Linked DNA regions of Sus scrofa: region 1 is linked to region 2. The links are chromatin contacts, called in public HiChIP or PLAC-seq maps. All regions are on one chromosome and are shown on one strand. Each heading gives the region's core, a stretch centred on a gene start, on an enhancer-like site or on the middle of the called end of the contact. The rest is flanking DNA. Distances are from core to core; before and after follow the strand shown. Region 1 holds the start of SH3BGRL3 (SH3 domain-binding glutamic acid-rich-like protein 3). Region 2 holds the start of ZNF593 (zinc finger protein 593).

Region 1 (3,642 bases), core at 802-3,301, 97 kb before region 2:
AGAACCACCGGCACATGGGGACAGTTCCTCAACACTGTGCACCAAAGCCACTGCCCCCACCCTGGCAGAACTGCAGCTGGGCATCCATTTCCATGACACACCCACACCTAGCTGGTCCACTGGGACACAGGCAGCTGGCCACAAGGCACAGCCATGTTACTGACTGGCATACAAACATGCAGTAGACATGAAGGCACACACGTGTCATGGTCACCATTGTATGCATGTGAACTGGTGCGTGACCCACACTGTCTCTAGAAACCATTGGTCCACACAGGTATGTATGTGCTGGACACATTTCCAACACATGCCTTATCACGCACGCAGGTGCCACACAGAGGACAGCCAATTGACCTGCCCACAGGAGCACAGCCTCAGCACAATCACATCTACCAGCCTTGCTCAGGGCAGGGACCCAGAATGCCCAGGCACACCAAACAGACACAGTGCCAATGGAATGGGACATTTAATTGTTTCTGCGGTGCTCCCAGATGGGGATTGCGGGGCATTTGGCAGAGCCCTGGCTAATGGAACCAGCAAAGGTGCCCATTAGCCAGTGCCAGGCAGGGTGGCAGTCTCAGGACCTGGCTGACAACAGCCAGCACTTGGGCTGTTAATTTCCGAGACTAGTGGGTAAGGAATGTTGCCTTCGAATGGAGGAGGGGGCTACAGTTAGGAGAGGGGAGAAAGGTCATGGGTTAGGGGGAGGGGCTCCAAGGTCAGAAGGTTAAGAATACCAGGCGGTTGGTCACAAGGTCCTTCGTGGCTGGGTGATTGCTAAGGGGAATGTGGTGACGGAGTCCGGGCGCTGGCTTGGTTCAGGACAGTTTCAGGAACTCCTGCAGTGTGTTTTGTTCCACAGCCTCCACGAAGAGCTCATAGTCCTGGGGGAGGGGAGGAGAGGAGGTCACCTGTGTCCTAGTATTTTGTCTCAGGTCTGACTCTGGCTGGCAGTCCTCTTACAACATTCCCTTCACCCCCAACCCCTGGGCCCGTACCCCACAGTACTGGTCCCCGTTGACAATCTGGGGTGGGGTGGCCTTGGGGTTGCCCGCCAAGGCTCGCATCTCATCCCGCAGGGCGTTGTCCTGGGAGATGTCCACTAGTTGGTACTGGATGCGCTTCCCATCCAGGATGCGGGTCACCTCGCTCTGCTGGGACTTGATCTGGGGGCAGAGGGCGGGCAAAGGTTAGTGAACAATCTGGAGGTTTTGGGACAGTGGCCAGGAGCTTTTGTTTTCTTGTCCCCCTCCATACCCTAGGGGAGGGCTCTGGCCATTAGGAGTTGGGAGGATGAGTCAGGCTTGTGGTGGTGTGGGATGAGAGAGGGACCACCAACCGTGGGGAGGAGAGTCAGAATGAAGCTAAGTGGGATAAATTCAGGGTGGGGAAGCCAGGAGCTCAGCAAGAAGAAAGCAAGGCATGCCTGAGTGGAGGCTGGTAAGGGGCCACCCCGGCCCCAGGTACACACATAGTGGAGAGGGAGGGCAAGATGAGGACATGGTCAAGGATCAGCCTGGTAGTGGGGGTGCAGAGGACCCAGGAGGCCGGAAGGAGGTGTTCAGTGTTCAGGAAGGGGCCGCGAAGCCTGCCCCCGCAACCCGACTTAGGAGGCCTTGCCCAGCACCTCGCCTCCCCCGCCCTGGGGGCGGGTCCCAGGCGCTGGTCCCGAGCACCAGGACCGCCGCCCGCGCTCTCCCCCAGCGCCGGGCCCACGGCGCGCACTTACTTCGCGGGAGCCGGTGACCGACGTGCTGTAGACGCGCAGGCCGCTCATGCTGCGGGTGGACCGACAGGCCGAGAGACAGGCAGACGGGTAGCGGTAGCAGCAGCTGCACGGCCTGGAGACGAGGCCGCCGCGCTCGGGAGCGGTTTCCTTCCTGCTCAGCCCGCGAGTCACCGCTCTCAGGACCAATGGGCGGCGCAGACAAGCGCGCGGCTGGGGCGGGGCCTGCGCGACCCCGCCCCGCGCACCAGCGGGCCCCTTCCCCTCCCCTTCGGGGTCCCAGAGCGCGGAGGACCCCAGCCCCACGCAGGGCCGTCCCCTCCACTCCTCCCGGTTCTAGGGCTCACAGTGTGAGGCTGCGGATCAACCTGACAGTAGGGTGGGGCAGGGGCAAGGGTTTGGCAAAGGCCTCCTCCTCCGCCTCGCCCGCATTTGCTGCACCCAAGTAGCCACCCCGTGCCACGACAGCGCTGCTCAGGTCCGGGCTTTGAAGTCTCAGCTGTTTTCAAACCTAAAACTCTCCAGCTAGAGGCCTCACCCCAAGGGACCACCGCCCCATTCCCCCAGGGGCCACCCACACAGAGCTAACCCAGCAGGCACACCACAGCAGGGACAGCCCTTGCTTAGACATTTTCCCCAAAGTTCCTCTCTGCTCAGATAGGCAGGTTTAGACGGGTGTAGCAGCAGATGGGGCCACACCCTCAAGGAGCCAGACGGAGATCAAGGTAAGAAAGAGGCTTCTACTTCTGGACTGGGTGGAGGCAGAGGTTGGTGTCAGGACTCCTAAGTCTGGGACCTTGTTAAAGACCCACAGTTGGTCTTGGGGTGGCCCCAGCTTCACCCCAACTCCTTGCTGTAGGTGGTACTTCAAAACTCCAACTCCCAGCAAAATGCAGGGAGTTCAGAAGGAGCAACCAGCCCCACTGGGGTGACTCAGCCATCTGTCTGGGGTTGGACATGACTCCACTCTGAAGTCCTCCCAGGTCCAGGGCTCTGAGAATAACCCAGGAAGACAACCCTAGCTCCTTGAGGCAAACACAGTGCCACTTCCTCAGAGCGACCCACAGGCAGCAGACTTCCTCCTCAGAGGATTACTGAAACTCAATGACAAACTTGCTTCAACTCAGGGCAGCTTCACCCAATCAGAAGTGCCATGGGGAAAGATCTCATCTGTCCCCACAGAATGAAAGAGGAGCAGAAGCAGTAGAGATACAGACACGAGAGGCTTGATCTGCCAAAGTTGCCTCCTTGCTGCTGTTTGGAGAACTTGGCTAAAACCCCATGCTTTGGCTCCAACAAGCCAAAGTAAGGGGTGGAGTACGAGATGATGGTAATAGAAGGCGATGGAAAACTGAGGACTTTGTTAAATTTTTATTTTGTAATCAAAATAGGCAATACAAACCAGTTGACATAACAAGGGTTCATATAAATAACTGCTTATAAATTCTGAGGAAAAATACCCGTGAGCATGGTGGCTGGGCTCCCAATACAGGGTGGAGGCCAATCAGGCAGCTCTGCTTTTAGGAGGCAGAAGTCCAGAGACGGCTGGGTGGGGCTGCTCTAAATGGAAGGGATAAGTCACTCCATAAATAAAACACAAACTTGTAAAAACATTTAAGAAGGGTCTCATTCAGGCCCAGGAGTGAGGTCCAGGACGCTGCCCCGCCAGCCCAAAGCCCAGCAAGAATCCACTGGCTAGATCTGAACTCCTGAACAACTCAGTGCCACCCCACCCACCTATGGCTCTGGCTTGGCCTGGTTCCAGATCTAAAGGAGGCCTGGGGCTGGCCCAACAACCAGATACAAACAACTGCAAGATGCTCCCTCAATGAGGAGGCAAGAGAAATCAGAAAGCAGAGGGTCCAAAGACCCCAGAAAAACGAACAACAAAAAACACTGAAAGCTGTACCTTAAAG
Region 2 (3,453 bases), core at 324-2,823:
CTAACTCAGCCCCTTTCCACCCCCCACCTTCCCAGAGGTCTCAAATGACCCCTCAGGCGGACCCTCTGTGCATTTCCAGATGCAGATAGCCGGGGAGCTGAAGGCAGAGCCCCGGAGTCCACTGGCTGGGATTGTGGCTGCACTGCTGGCTGTCCTCGGGCTGGGCGGCTCTTGCTATGCAGTCTGGAAGATGGTGGGGCAGCGACGGCCGCCACAGGCCCCATGATGAAGCGGGCAGCCTCCACCTGGGCCCTGGGGGGGTATGTAACTCAGCGACAGCTATAATCTTGGGAGCCTACTTCTTTTCTGGGGATCACTCCCTGCCCTCATTAGAAGCAGGGTTGTTATAAACCTGATCTTACCCAGCCCACACACCTAGGCTCCAATGGGGGGTTTCGGCTCAGATGCCAGGATCCCAGAGGGAAGGTAAGGATACAGGTACCAAAGGTGGATAAAGCCCAAGCAGCCTGGGTCCCATGCACAGGAGTAGTAGAGAAACTTACAGGACATGAGTTTGGAGTAGTGGCCTGGGGGTTAGAGTCAGGGGCAAGCCCCCTTTATCCAGTTATTTTATTGGGAGGGAGGGCACTGGGAAGAGGCCATCCACTCCCCAAACCCCGGGCCAAAACAGACTGGTACAGTCTCTCCCAGACTGGCCCTTGCATCACTGTCCATGGGCAACTCTTCTGCCTTGAATTCTCAGGATCTGTCAAGTAGATGTGTCCATCTCAGGGACATCAGTGGATACTTCTGTGGGCACTGCCAGCCGCTGGGGAGGTACATAGGAACCCATACCCGCTGCCCTCTCTGCCTCTTCCTGACTGTAGGGCTCCACACTCAGCTGCTTCAACCTGGGAAAAAGAACAGGAACTGAGAGCTGACCAGATTCGAGTCCCGCCTGCCCGACACCCATCCATTAATTCTCTTCTTATACCTTTTCTTGTGGTCTTTGGATCGGAAGTGGGTCTTCAGGTTGGCAGAATCGATGAAGTATCTCCTGTAGGGATGGGGGGTAAGGAGAAGTGAGAAGGTGATGCCTCTCAGGTACACCTATCTCCCTGACCCTAGCTCATTTCCCGATGCTAGGCTCCAGGCTTGAAGGGATGGGAGGCCAGCAGACCCATGAATCCCAGGAAAGAAAACCCTGCGTTCCCTAGGGCCCGGATCTCAACACCCCCAGCCCGAAAGGCCGACCCTTCTCCTCCTCAGGCCGCAGCCGGCCGGGACTCACGCGCAGGCCAGACAGCGATGCAGGCCGCCCCCTGGCAGGTCGGGGTCGGGCTCGGCGCCGGGGTCTGGTCGGGTCCTTGTGGCAACCTGGGGCCGCAGCTCGCGGTGAATCTCATCGAGGTCCGGCCGCCGCCGCTTCGCCTTCATCTGGCGGGCCAGGGAGTGCGCTCGGTGTGCGCCGGTTCGGCGAGAGCGACCCATTGCTGGTAACAGCGGGACCAACGGGCCTAGAGCCGAGTTGGGAGGACACGTGTGGGCACTTCCGGACTGTGCAGTGACGCCATGTGACGCCGGGGACTGAGCAGGCTCCGGCGGACCGCCTCTGATGACGTCACTCGCGCGAGCAGCGCCCTTGAGCGCCCTCAGGAGGCCCTCGACGTCAGTGACCGAACTCGGGGCGGGGCTCCGGGAAGCGCGTCCTCTTAGGTCGCTGGAGGGGCGGGTGGTGCGTGCCCTGGGGGCTTCAGGGTGGTCCGCTGCCCTACCCGCCCCGCCTGGCCCATCCTATCTCAGTGCCGTCCTCTGGCCCCATCACCTCTTCCAGGCTCCCAGATCTTAGACTCCGCGTTGGGATGGGGGTGGGGGGGCATGCTACATCTCCCTGGAAGCACTGAACAATGTGATGTTAATGAATTAATAAATGAATGAAAATGAATACGTTTGGGATCGCGGCCCTCGCAGGACTTGCTGAGACATCTCAGGTTCCTGAGAAAGCCTCGGCACTTCTCACCTGTCCCCGGTTTTTCCTATCCTGTGAGTTGTGTGTGTGTGTGTTTACGGCCGCACCCACGGCATATGGAGGTTCCCAGGCGAGGGGTCTAATTGGAGCAGTAGCTGCCGGCCTATGCCAGAGCCACAGCCATGCGGGATCTGAGCTGAGTCTGTGACTTACACCACAGCTCACGGCAATGCAGGATCCTTAACCCAATGAGCGAGGCCAGGGCTTGAACCCGTGTTCTCATGGAAGGCATCCTGTTAGTCTTAAGAGGGGTCAGATCCTCTCACAAGGAAAGGAGGTCCTCACAGAAGGACCTCTCATCTTTGACTACTTTCTCATCTTTTGATGCTTGGCCTGGCATCAAAGGCAGAGAGAGGTACAACCTAGGTGTTGTGTACTCAGAGTGGGAATAGAGCCAGAGAGCCTTTCCCCTCGCATCAGAACCTGGTGCCTTCCAGGTTGACCAGAGGAACTCAGCAATAATTCAGGGGCTCCAGTTCTTTGGAACCTGTAGCCAGGAAACAGGGAGAGAGGCACGTGCATCCCTGGGGAGAGGAATCATTTTCCAGCCCAGACAAAGCAGTGAAATGTAAGCCCAGGGCACTGACCATGGGCCTTGGGACCTCCCATTCCGGTTCACAGAGGCTGAGTGTAGGTATAGGGCAGGGCCCTATTAAGGGCGCAGCTTGTAGGGCTGCAGTCATCGGGGCACCACAGTGGGTCCTGAGCCCAAGGACTTTGTAAATGGACTTCATGAATGGAAGAGGACTTTTCTGGAGCCATTCCAAATGATCAAATTCAAGAACTCCTAGGCCCAGGAAGGAGGCTTCTGTGGAGAGAGAAGTTTTCATCATTCCTGGCCAATATGGGCTAAGACAAGGGGTGAGGTGGCAGAATCTGGCTCTCATCACGGACTCCTTTGGATCAGGTTCATCTGCTGGGCACTGTGCCATCTGGGGAGGCTGGTGCATCTTTAATGAGGTCACCTGATCCCTGGGACAGGTTCTCAGCCTCACCAAGTTCCTGGAGCCAGACCCACTGGGTACCCACTGAGCCACCACCTTCCCGTGCCTGGGTGCCAGGCCCGCTTCCCCTGCAGCCATGAACCAGGCCTTTTGGAAGACCTACAAATCCAAAGTGCTACAGACCCTGAGTGGCGAATCTGAGGAGGACCTGGCAGAGGAGGTGGGTATTGTCCTGTGTGCTAGATGGGGCACGGGCAGAGGGGCAGCATGAGTGAAAGGTGCAAAGAAGGGCAAGGGACAGGCTCTGGGAGAGTGAGATTTGTGCAGGAGCCACTAGCAATTCAGGGATGATGCAGCATAGTGCAGTGTCAGAAAGCCAGGACACTCCAGAAAACCGAGGGAGATTTGAGGGGCAGAGTGGTCGCTGTCTACAAAGATCTCAAAGGCTACCACATGGAATGGATCCTTTTGGAACCTACGGGCTGCCACATGGATACACTCAGCTTGACACAACTTTCTAATGGGCAGCACTGAGCAGAA

The links. HiChIP or PLAC-seq counts read pairs in DNA pulled down with a chosen protein or histone mark.
Region 1: an H3K27ac HiChIP or PLAC-seq map of alveolar macrophages shows a contact between it and region 2. The contact joins the promoter of SH3BGRL3 here to the promoter of ZNF593 in region 2. A contact is called at or near these places in 2 of 47 Hi-C or Micro-C datasets (heart right ventricle and liver) and 2 of 2 datasets of contacts at active chromatin or transcription factors (alveolar macrophages and skeletal muscle).

The regions. Positions count from the first base shown.
Region 1 is chr6:83,685,882-83,689,523 of Sscrofa11.1, reverse strand. SH3BGRL3 (SH3 domain-binding glutamic acid-rich-like protein 3) reads right to left here and starts at 2,051. Exons shown (of 3, transcript XM_021095627.1): 1 at 1,730-2,051; 2 at 999-1,166; 3 at 448-884. The coding sequence starts at 1,777. The coding sequence ends at 819. CEP85 (centrosomal protein of 85 kDa) reads right to left here. Exons shown (of 15, transcript XM_021095615.1): 14 at 1,730-3,642; 15 at 450-884. It overlaps UBXN11 (UBX domain-containing protein 11), which reads left to right. Exons shown (of 13, transcript XR_002344945.1): 13 at 1-815.
Region 2 is chr6:83,588,960-83,592,412 of Sscrofa11.1, reverse strand. It overlaps ZNF593 (zinc finger protein 593), which reads right to left and starts at 1,573. Exons shown (of 3, transcript XM_021095611.1): 1 at 1,232-1,573; 2 at 935-997; 3 at 1-851. The coding sequence starts at 1,431. The coding sequence ends at 710.